Regions from separate parts of the Mus musculus genome. Here region 2 is linked to region 1. The links are chromatin contacts, called in public promoter capture Hi-C maps. All regions are on one chromosome and are shown on one strand. Each heading gives the region's core, a stretch centred on a gene start, on an enhancer-like site or on the middle of the called end of the contact. The rest is flanking DNA. Distances are from core to core; before and after follow the strand shown.

What was found. Promoter capture Hi-C pulls out the DNA fragments that hold promoters and counts their contacts.
Region 2: a promoter capture Hi-C map of second pharyngeal arch cranial neural crest shows a contact between it and region 1, with 4 times the contacts expected there. The contact joins the promoter of Dhfr here to the enhancer-like site in region 1. A contact is called at or near these places in 9 of 39 promoter capture datasets (3T3-L1-derived adipocytes, the HPC-7 cell line, cranial neural crest and 6 more), 1 of 15 datasets of contacts at CTCF or cohesin (the NIH/3T3 cell line), 4 of 115 datasets of contacts at active chromatin or transcription factors (the SCID.adh cell line, embryonic forebrain, neural tube and 1 more) and 1 of 9 other capture datasets (adipose tissue).

The regions. Positions count from the first base shown.
Region 1 is chr13:91,935,508-91,941,366 of GRCm38.p6, reverse strand. The region is part of intron 18 of Rasgrf2 (RAS protein-specific guanine nucleotide-releasing factor 2); the gene reads left to right. It overlaps Gm46435 (a long non-coding RNA gene), which reads right to left. Exons shown (of 3, transcript XR_003950706.1): 3 at 340-429. Among named protein-coding and RNA genes, the nearest start is that of Gm46435, 14 kb to the right of the region's middle. Within about 2 kb of position 2,301, at least 20 of the 459 cell types and tissues checked have an H3K27ac peak or open chromatin away from gene starts, as enhancers often do. A contact at or near this core is called in second pharyngeal arch cranial neural crest, where this site is marked.
Region 2 is chr13:92,351,420-92,357,278 of GRCm38.p6, reverse strand. It overlaps Dhfr (dihydrofolate reductase), which reads right to left and starts at 2,496. Exons shown (of 6, transcript NM_010049.3): 1 at 1,935-2,496; 2 at 1,580-1,629. The coding sequence starts at 2,020. It overlaps Msh3 (mutS homolog 3), which reads left to right and starts at 2,276. Exons shown (of 24, transcript NM_010829.2): 1 at 2,276-2,516; 2 at 3,937-4,054; 3 at 5,828-5,859. The coding sequence starts at 2,379. It also overlaps the pseudogene Gm19308.

The sequences.
Region 1 (5,859 bases), core at 1,052-3,551:
CCAACTCTCCAGTTGGGCCAGAGCTCCTGAATTCCCTTCCCTGCCATGCCAGCCCCAGGCAACAACTGTCCAACCCACGGTCAGCCACCACAACACCCAGCAACCCGGTAGAAATGAAACTCTAGAAGCTTATAATGAACAAGTCAGATTTATATATCAATAAATTCTCAATTCACAAGATGCCCACACAATAATTTCAGAACCAATTGATAATGATACAAGCTGCCCACCAAGATCAGACAAGTTATGCCAATTATTCTATCCCTATATGATATTCATAACTACCTGTGGCTATTTAAAACCACGAGGGATCAGGATCTTCTTCCTGTCCATCCGCCTCCATCTTGGCTTCTTCCTCTCCTCCAAGTTGCTCTCTGTCTCTGCAACTCTTCACTCTGCTTCCCCTTTTACTGTCCAGTCACAGATCTCCTGCTGACAAATATTTTAATGTAATTGAAGATGGAATATCTGCCCCACCAGTCTCCTTGTCATAAGGAAAGACCAATGAATCAAGAAACTAAAGAGATCTGCCCACCAGCGGCATGTGTATGAGCTTGGGAATATACTGGAAGCCCTAGGAGAGCTTCCAAGCAACTATAGGCCTGTTGAGCATGTAGACTTAGGAATTCATTTGAAACCCAGAGCCATGTCCCAGTATTGAATCCTGAAAAACCTGAGATAACAGGTTCTTGTTGTTTGCCTTTAAGTTTTACAGTAATTTATAAATACAGTGATGAGTAACCAATACAGATGACATCATAGATTCCTAAGGCTTACTCAGTTTATTCTTGATCAAATTGAATTTAATGAATGCATTTTCATTTTGGAAAAAGAAGCATGTCTGTGTTCTCCCCCACAGAACACATACTGGCCTGTGATTATGTTCTAGCAAATACGTTGAAATGAAAATGGTATATGTGACATCAGTAACATTACATGTGTCTGCCTCATAGCCCGAGTTTCTGCTCAGCGCTGCTCCTCTCCCATCACCGGTAGGGCTCAGAACTGAATCGACTCATCTTTGTGATGTTTGAGTCTCTTGATCTTAGCTCCACTGTTGCTTAGCAATAGAGAGGCACTTAATGGCTCCACTCTCCTCTGCAGATGGAGATGTTCCTCCCTGTGTAGCCATTGTCTGTCTGTGATGCTGAGTTTAAAGATGTAATTATCATTTTGAGATAAAATTAATGTTGGCCTCAGTGTTACGCGTGGCCCGGCCTTTTGACTTCCAGGAGCTTGTTTCGGTCCAGTTTACAACCCCCTTCTTGGTAGAGCTGGACCCTCAAAATTATAAGATATTTAGAAATCTTAAGACAAAAATGTTAAAGCATTCTGAGAAAAAAAGATTAAGGGATTTTTTCATTACCAGGACAACAGATGTTTTGCATTCACCATATGGTTACTTGAGATTTTGAGCCTCAAACCCTGCCTCCTGTAATATAACTAACTGGAAACTGAGCCAATAGCTTTAGAGGAGAGGCTGTAGTGAAGGGATCAAAAAAAAAAAAAAAAAAAAGGATCAGGCAAGGAGGGTAGAGTGAACTATCCAAGCCCTGTTGACCTCTGGGTCCCACTTTGCTGGGAAGACTCCCAGAACTGAGAGCCATTGGGAGATTTCCTTCTCTCTTTGTAGAGTGGGGATTGAACTCAGGGGTACACACACTAGGCAAGTGTTCCACTGAACTGCTTCCCTACTTCTTGGGGAGATTGAGATGTAGTCTCACTATGTAGCTCAGGCTGGCCTTGAAGGGCTGTGTATATTAGACAAGTCTCAAAGGCACAGTTCTTCTGCTCTCACCTCTCAAGGGCTAGAGTTTAGGGAGTATACGCCAGGCTCAGACTCCAGAGAAGTTCTAAGCACAAGGTGTAAATCAGAGAGGATCATCACAGACCATTATGAAGACTCAGATCTCTCCTAAAATTCCTTCATTACTCACTGAATTTTACATATGTGTGTGTGTGTGTTTTCTTGATTTTGTTTGTTCTTCATTCAGTTGTCTAAATCTTTTGTCTGCTGCCAGTGGAAACAGAAAATGAAATCTGAGGGCTACATGTGAGGGCACACTAAAGCAGACTGCCTGCCTAACATGTAAGGGCTCCATTACACTACTACCACCCCATCCCCCAAAAGCATTACCTCTGCTCTTTAAAATTGGACATTTTAGTTGAGGAGCTTAGATGGGCAGGCATGAGGTAAACACTGATTGTGATGTGAACTTCCAGCACACTGGTTATAATCTGTGTCATTACTGGCCATGTGGTTAAACTCTGGAGTTGAAAAATCAAAAGAAAATGTCGTATTAGCAAACTAATAAAGCCCCAGGGCATAGCCCTGAAGGACAAGGTTAATATGGCTTCAGAGCATTTCACATGCATTCCCAATTAGTCAGCTTTCTCTGGCAGCTGAGGATTTTAAACTTTGAAATACTTTTATCCTCTGAATTTTAATAAGTGAACATCCTACAACAGTGTGAGGGGTTTAGCTGGTATTGGGTTAAGGGGAGGTGATGTCTACTGTATGGGTAAGTCTGTCTTCCTCAGGTTTTGGCTCATGTGCCTTAATGAGAAGTGATGACAGACACCGAGGTGGATTGTATTTCACTGGCTTAGAAAATCAGGACTTACGAATGCACAGAAACCCAAAAATAGACCAGTGAAAATAGAGCAAAATTATAGTGTTGCGAGTGTTTAATAAATGCAGCAAATTGCCACAGGGAAACCAAGATCTTACTTTTCAATGTTATTAGATCATGCACTCTACAGACTACATGCTTAATAACATGTAACAACCAAGTGGCCTCAGCACAGACATTATAATCTGCCTCCCCACCCCCATTTGCAGAGTTTTCTTTGTGCTTGCCTCTAATTTTCAATATCCTCTGCACAATTCAAAATTAATTAAACACCGTAGAACATCTGAGTCAGGATGAACTTCGTCTGACAAGCAGTGTCACAATGCCAGAATCAGTTACCTCAATCCCAGTGACTGGTGTGCAAAACAAGTCAGTCCTGGTTAGGGAATGCACCAAAGGCGAGCAGCTTCTGTATTCATCTCATCCAGTCTCCTTGCTGTAGTGGGGAAGGTTTGCCACCCTGTGAGCTAGTTCCCATTTTCTGTGGTTGCATTGTGGACTTGAAGAGACATGACCCCATACTTCACATTTGTAAACTCCCTTACAGTTTTGAAGGTCACTTGTAAGTGATGTCACAGATATCCATCATAACTATATTAGGAAGTGAGAAGTAGATGCCATCTCCGTCTTCTGGAAGGGGCAGGCTAGTGAGGTAAGGACCCTTACTATATGGCTCTTAGAAGTTGAGAACTGAATCCTAGTTTAGAACTCTTGGCTACTTTGCTAGGCGTGTTCCAGAACACAGTGCATCTGGTATGTTGTTAGACAGTTGGGTGTTAAATTGGTGTGCACTTCCTAGCCAATGATTTTCGTGGTGGGTAAGCTTTAGAAATCTGAACTCCCTTCTTTCTCAGCTTCAGTCACTTCCTTTGGGAAGTATCAAGGACTCCTGTGTGTGTGCGGTAATCTGGATTTAATTTCCCAGCAAGTCCCAGTGCTCGCTCTCCAAGTCTTCTGAGAAGGGTACCATTCTTCTTTGTTCTCATAAACATCTCTTCAGATAAACATGCAGATGACTCACCACAGCAAGTATAGAGCTCAGCAATCAATTTTATTCATTTTCTTTATCGTTGTAAAATGTCCCCACTGTCAGTTCTTTGGAGACTATCCTGCCCACTCAGCATCTTTGACCAGTGATCCCAGAGACAGAAGCATCTCTTCTTAAAGTTCAAGGTCTTGTCATATTTTCATTTTCAAGCAGATTTTTGCTATAGGAAGCTAAGCCCAGGGCCCTGTGCATGCTGGCAGGCACTCTGCCACTGAGTCACATCTTCGAATGTATTTTCAAACAGATCCTTAAGGCTAGATTTCACATTCCTTATGACTCTCCAGTTGAAAGTACTCTGTCAATAATGCCTACTGTACTGAGCTCCCAACCCCGAGTGTTGAAAATCTACTGTGAAAACAACACAGTTGCACCCAGTGATGTCCTCAGATCCTATGTTCTCACTCTCAGCACTGTGAGGCAGGGAGAGACATGGTGAGGAATTAACCTTCCTCAAGACTTTCCACTCCCATCCTGAAGATTCGTGTGTCTGCTCTTGTTGCGTTTGGAAAAGAAGCCGTGTGCCTCTTACTGGGGATGCTTTTGTTTGCTGGAGAATTGGCTGCTCTTTTAGTAACTTCTCTTGCTGCTGTTATAAAATACCCAACAAAGGCCACTGAAAGGTATATTTTGGCTCGAGTTCATGAGTACAGTAAATTCTGGCAAGTAAGTCAGTCGCTCCACGGGAACCTGAGGTGGTAGATCACACTGCATCTCAGTCAGAAAGCAGATAGCAATGGATGCTGATGCTCAGATCAATTGCTTCTTTTCATTCAGTCCAAGACCCCAGGTTACATATGGTGTGGGCCTTCCCTCCTCAGTTAACCTGACCTTGATCATTTCTCACAGGTAGAGCCTGTGGCTATACCCCTGTGGCTAGAGAGGCTCATCTTCTAGCTGTTATAGATCCTGTTAAGTTGATACTCACTATTAACTATCACATCTGTCATTTACAGTGGCCTGTGATCTGGTAAGGCCAAAGGAGGTTCTAAGGGGATATGAACCAGGTTGGCCTTATAGACAGTGGGGTAGTCGCAAGCAGAGTAGTGAGTGATTATCAAAGAGTCAAAATTAAAAAGTGGTCATGAGATTAAATGGTGTCAAATGATTATGTACTTAAGGTCTGCCCCTTAGCTGGTCATGTGACCCTGCAAAAAGCCTCACTAAGCCTTATGTTCCTAGCTTTGAGGTGAAGGTGGTTACCCTGAATTCATGGGGTTGTCATAAGGATTGAGAGAGATGAAACATGTGTCACTCTGTTAAATATATACTACTTGCTGTCTAAATGTTGAGTAAAAATATCCTGCTGTTTCTGTTGGCTTCTTTTTCCCTCTCAGTTTATAAACATCTTGAGAATGGAGACTGCTCTATTCTCTATGGATGTCTAGACTCCATCTTCCTGACAAAGTGCTGAGCTTAAATCAATGTATTTTGCCATGACTCATTTACTCTTGTATCTCCATGTGACTCACTTATGTGCTTGGGTGAATATGTACACATACACACACACACACACACACACACACACACACACACACACACACCACTATGAATTTTGCATGGGCAATTCATTATGAGTAATATAACTTTGAAAGGGTGGATGATTATCTAAAGTGTTATGCCAATGGTGACCCAGTGAAAGCAGTGTAAGTTCTGGGCACAGTCAGGATACCCAGAAATTATTTTGTCAAACAAATGTGTGTTATATAATGATATTCATCACAATTGACTCTGTGTGTATGACAGATAATTGGGAGAGATAAGCCAAGAGGTATGTCAGTAGAGGTATACAGTAATAATGGTGGAATACACTAGAACTATTCAGAAAAGAAAGGGAGTTTTAGAATGTTAATGTAGGCACTTTTGATGGACTATATAAATAGTACAGCATCAGGAAGAGTGATAGAGACCAAGACCAGAAAGAGGAGGTTAAGAATATGCCAATGATCTCAGTTCACAATTAGCCAGGTGTTAACTGTTAGCAGGAAGTGGGAAGAAACAAAGCCAGTGAGCTACATGTTCTTCAAAGATGAGGTAGTGTGGTGTCATCCTCTCACCTCTGGCAAAACATAGTCTCCTATTATTTTGGAAAGGGCATGAGGCAGATCCCTGGGTGTGCTGTGAGTCAGAAGACATTGTCTGGCCTCTATTCGGTATAGAAGCCAAAGGAAAATAATGGGA
Region 2 (5,859 bases), core at 1,247-3,746, 420 kb before region 1:
GTAGGTATTGGTGTTGATGGCTGCTGGGAGATGGAGAGCCCATCTTCTGGTCTGGACTGATTGTAGATTGCTCACATCCTAGTCAATGGCCACACACAGGGTTATTAATAACAAGTAGAACATGACTTAGGGAAGGAGAAGGGGACTCAGGGGGAGTGAGAAGGTAAATGGATACAACCAACATAAACTGGGTAAAAATATAAAGCTTTTATATTTTTGTGTAACCCATATGCACAGGCCAGGCAGTGTGACTGGGTGTCTTTATCTATCTTCTTGAGACAAGTTTTCTCACTGAACCTGGAGCCCACAAATTGGCTACAGAGCAAGCCCCAGAGATCTTTCTGTCTGTGCCTCCCTAATGCTGGTATTACAAATGTGCCACTGTGTCCAGCTTTTTATTCGGGTAGTAGGATTTGAACTCAGAGTAGACTGTGTTAAGATGGCATCTGCAGCTCTTCTTTGGCACTGCCTACAAGGTGGCTGCCATCTGTTTTGCTGCATCATGGCTGTTCGCCGGCCTCTGGTGAAGCCCAAGATCATCAAAAAGAGGACCAAGAAGTTCATCAGACACCAGTCAGACTGATACGTGAAAATTAAGGGAAACTGGAAACCCAGAGGCACTGACAGCGGGGTACAGAGAAGATTCAAGGGCCAGATCCTGATGACCAACATTGGTTACAGGAACAACAAGAAAGCCAAGCACATGCTGCCTAGCGGCTCTAGAACTTTCTGGTCCACAATGGCAAGGAGCTGGAGGTGCAGCTGATGTGTAACAAATCTTGCTGTGCTGAGATTGCTCACAGTGTGCCCTCTAAGAACTGAGGAGTCATCGTAGAAAGAGCAGCACAGCTGGCCATCAGACTCATTAATCCCAACGCCAGGCTACTCAGTAGAGAACATGAATAGGTGGCTTGTGTGCATGTTTTGTGCCACGCCCCCAAGATGGCATTTGTCAACCTGTCTACACAGTGACCTACTATGTTCTCTACTAATGTTCAACATCTACACTGCTGACTTCTTTTTCCCATCAGCTCTGCCCTCCTCTCCTACAATGATAAGCAATAAGCAAACATGTCTGTTAGGAAGAATTACAGCGAATGTCCTTACAATCACAAGTAATGGGAAACTGCCTTATAATTATTGCACACCACTCCCCATTCTTTTAAAGTCAGTCACCCAGACTGCCTCACTGAAGACCACAGCCTTCATCCCACCGTGTCTTCCTAAAGCCAACAGATTTAAATTATTTTTAGCCTCTTCTCCCCTGCATTTTTCTCCATTTACTCAAGTCTTCTGTCTTTCAGTAACAATTCTAAATACCGGCTCAGGTCTCTATTCAAAGTGCTAAATTTTGCTGCCGATTCTGCCCAGTTATATTCGAGCTATATGCACTTGCTAACAAAATTTCAAACATAGAGTATTCTAAGAGGATGTTTAATAAAATCTGGGAATCGCACAAAAATTTCTAGCAAGAAACAGAGATCCCAGATTCCCAGGGGAGACTTTCTACTCATACCTCTACCATGTAAATCTTGCTTCAAGCAAACATAATTCTCATGACTTAATTACTCTACATTACCTTCCACTGAAGAGGTTGTGGTCATTCTTTGGAAGTACTTGAACTCGTTCCTGAAAGTTAGAGAAACAGTTAACCCGTCATGTATGCTCAGGCTCCATTCAGCGACGAAAGGTGCAAGTCCGGTGTGGGTGTGGGGGGTGGTGTTGCTGCCCGCTCAAGGACAGGACTTTGCTCCCGGCCAGGGAGCCTGTGAGCAAAGGCTGGCACAGCAGGGGGATCACCGCGGGAACCGGTAGCTTGGTCTCTGGCTGAGGCCGGTAGGCCTACCGCTCACGCCCGTCCCGCGCGTCCAAGCCAAGTGCATGACCCTACTCAGTGAACCGCCTCAGTTTCCCGAGCCCAGCCCGGCCAATACCTGAGCGGAGGCCAGGGTAGGTCTCCGTTCTTGCCAATCCCCATATTTTGGGACACGGCGACGATGCAGTTCAATGGTCGAACCATGATGGCAGCGGGGATAAAATCCTACCAGCCTTCACGCTAGGATTGCCGTCAAGTTTGGCGCGAAATCGCAGCCCTGAGCTGTGTACCACTTGCGCAGCTTAGGCCCCGCCCCCACCAAGGCCCGCCGCGCATCCTATTTGTGCAGCTAAGGCTCCGCCCCTACCAAGGCCCGCCGCGCATCCTATTTGTGCAGCTAAGGCCCCGCCCCCACCAAGGCCCGCCGCGCATTCTATTTGTGTAGCTAAGGCTCCGCCCCCAAGGCCGGTCCCGCACAGGTTGAGGCGTGCGCGCGCGCAGGCGCGAGAAAGTGCGGCCGCGCGCTCGCGCTCCTAGCAGGCCGGCTCTTCTGCACACTGCAATGCCCCGCGGGAAATCCGCGTCGGGAGGCTCTACTGCCGCCGGCCCAGGCCCGGGGAGGCAAACGGTTCTAAGCCGGTTCTTCAGGTCTGCGGGAAGCCTAAGATCCAGCGCGTCCTCCACGGAGCCAGCAGAGAAGGTAAAGTACGGCTCCGCGGCGCCCCTAGCGTCCACCTAGGCGAAGGCCGTCCCGGGCGGGTTCTGTCTGGGACGGGGCGGAGCTAGAGGGCGGGGTGGGGCCGGACCGCTAGGGGCGGGGTCAGGGTGGGGCGGGTGCGTAGCCGTCGTGGCCGGAAGCGGAGGCCTTATGGAGAGCTTATTAATGGTGGGTAGGGCTAAGGGGCGGGGCCAGGGAAGGCTTAAGGTGGCGGCTTCTTCTGGTCCTTGTTTTAGTTGACTTTTTTACCCGACCAGCGGTAATAGATTTGAGGTCTTGGTGCTTCCAGTCGGTAGCCGGAACCCGAGCCAGAAACTTCTATCGTGGTGAATGGCGAGGACTGGCCGGCCGGCCCAGGATGCGTTTTTTAACCTCTGTTCTTCATTCTTTCCTTTACATTTTCCCTACTGTATTGATGGTTGAAGAGGAGCTTTATTTACATATGCTTGCTTGGCTGACTAGAAGAAAGCTGTCATTAAGGCTAGTTTCTCAGAATTCAAAACCATGTGCTCTGTCTTTCTGATCCCCGTGCCAGAATATCGTTTTACTGTACAGATTTCCAGTGTAAGCATTTAGATGGATGAAGTTTCTGTACATGCTTATAGTTGGCTACTTCCTGTTGCTTGCAGCCCATCAGATAGTTCAAAGCAAAGCAAAGAGAAACAAAACCAAAACCCCATCGTGATACTGCCACAAACACAGGCCCAAGGATGTTTCCCACACTAGCTGGCAATGTGTCACACTTGTTCAGGGTGAGTTAAGGCCTCGGTCATTTCCCAGACTGAAGATGTAGAAGGTGATTGTAACGGGCATCTCCTGTATTTTACTGCAGTTGCAAATCAGTTTAAGAATCTTAACCCATTTCATTTATATTTCTTTCCAATACTGACTAATGCTCTACTCTCTCTTTTTAAGGCTTTTTTTTTATTTCTGTACATTCACTAAGATTCATTTTGCACTCACCACTGAGAGGATATTAGGCAAAAGTTTTAAGTTTTTCATAGATTATCTGCCAACAGATAGTCTCAGGACATCTTTTAATAGTGAATGGAAGCTTTGAAACAGGAAATACATTGGTCGTTTATTACTCCTCTTCCTTCTATAATTTTGCATTTTGAAAATAGATTTTTTAAAATTGATCTTGTAGAAGTATTTTATTTAACATATGAGTAGGAAAGTAGAGAATTCCACATAATTTTAGTAGAATGTGAGGTAATGAGAGACTGTTCCTGCCAGTTTCTGTCTCTGATGGCAAAAACAGTCACCCCCAACAGCCTTTTCAGAGTAAAAAGTAGAGTGGCAGGCAGGAACTTACTATCATTCTGCAGCAAGGTTAAATAACTCCAGAGACTTCAAGCTTTAGAATAGTGTTAATACACCATTTCCAACCTTCCCGATACAGGTGACAGAAGGTGACAGCAGGAAGAGGTCACTGGGAAATGGTGGGCCCACTAAGAAAAAAGCAAGGAAAGTTCCAGAGAAGGAGGAAGAAAACATCTCAGTAGCAGCTCACCACCCTGGTGAGTGCCAGAGACTAAGTATTCTCAGCTGCTGGCTTCCCCAGAAGGCAGAGGGGATCATGGGAGTGCTGAGCTTTGTTTTCCTGTGTAGGGAAGGAGCCCTGCTGCTCCTCAGCTGCTGGTTGAGAGGCTAGGCCCACAGAGGAGCTCAGTTCTCTTAGTAGTTCTTCCAACTTTCTCTTTTGTTCACTATTGCTGTATTTTTTAAAAAGTGTGTATGTGTGTTTTGCGAGTGTGTGTGTGTGTGTGTGTTGTGAGTGTAGATGCCTGCATAGGCACGAGGCATGTAATCCTCTGAGAGCTGGAGTCACAGGTGGTTATCAGCCATCTGATGTGGTTGCTGGCAATTCAGGTTCTCTGATGGAAGGGTGGTATGTGCACTAACCACTGGACAATCTCTCCTGCCATGTTATGTTTTAAATCTTGGTTATAAAGATGAAACATTTGCTAATGATCTATTTATCACATTTATTTGTGTGTGTCATAGTACATAGGTAAAAGAGGTCAGAGGACAATTTGCATGAGTTATTTCTCTCCTTACGTTGTGTGAGTTCTGGCTTTGAACTCAGCTTCTAAGACTTGTTGGTAAGCACTCTTACCTAGGAAGCTCTCTTCCAGTCCCCAATGAGCCTTTGCTGCTGTTGTTGTTGGAGACAGGGTTTCTCTATATAGCCCTGGCTATTCTGTAGACCAGGCTGGCCTCGAACTCAGAAATCCACCTGCCTTTGCCTCTTAAGTGCTGGGAGTAAAGGTGTGCGCCACCTTTCCCTGCCCCAGCGAGCCTTCTTATTATCTATCTTAACTCTTTCATGTTTGACTTCAAGAGCTGTACTGGTGAACAGAGCCTCTTCATGACCTATACCTCTAACCCTGCTCATGACCATCTTGTCTCCTGCATCTACCATTTTGACTTTTTCATCCCTTTTATTTCTGCATCCAGTCAGCTTTGGCTCTTATCATTTTCCTGGGATAGTTTATAACCAGAAATTCTGCATATTACACCTTTCCAGAGAAGTCTCTAGTCCGTGCTGAGTGGGAGAAAGGCTCTCAGAGCTTGAAGGGTGAGAAGAATGTAGGCTCAGTTTACTTTGAATCAGTTCTTTTTATTTCAGAGCTTTCCAGACTCCATGGTGGCCCCATTCTGAGACTTAAGCATTTTGTGTTGCCAATTGAATTGGCTTTTTGCTTTTCTAAGGATTGGGTGTGACTCTTGTGTACTGAATTAGTGACTATACATCAGTTCCCTGTCTAGCTTCATATACCTGGCCTGTCTGTCATTATACGCAAAGAAACAAGAAGCAGAGTTCCACTAGAGTTCTGCTTTTTAAAATTAAAATTGCACTGCTTATTCTTTTATTGTGTGTTTATTGTGTGTGTGTGTGTGTGTGTGTGTGTGCGCGCGCGCGCGCATCTGTGCATGGGAGCCATATATGTGTAGAGGTCAGAGCATAGCTCGAAGGAGTTGGCTTTCTCCCCCCATCTTGTTGTTTCTGGTCATCACAGAACATAGGTCATCAACTTGGTGACACCATTCCTGCAGAGCCATCTTGCCAGCCTCTTTGACTATACTTCTCTGTGGATTTCATCAGTGAATGAAATTATATGTATGCTTAAATGGGTCATCTTTACCTTGAACATGGTGTTCTTTATCACATTATAGCTAGGTGCATTGCTCCAATGGGAATGTCCTTCTGAAAAATTCTATGCAAGTTATGAATTGTCCTAGTGAAGCCAAAATACTATTGGTGTGTTTTTTTCTTCATATTTCCCAAGAGGCAAAGAAATGTCTGAGGCCCAGGATTGTT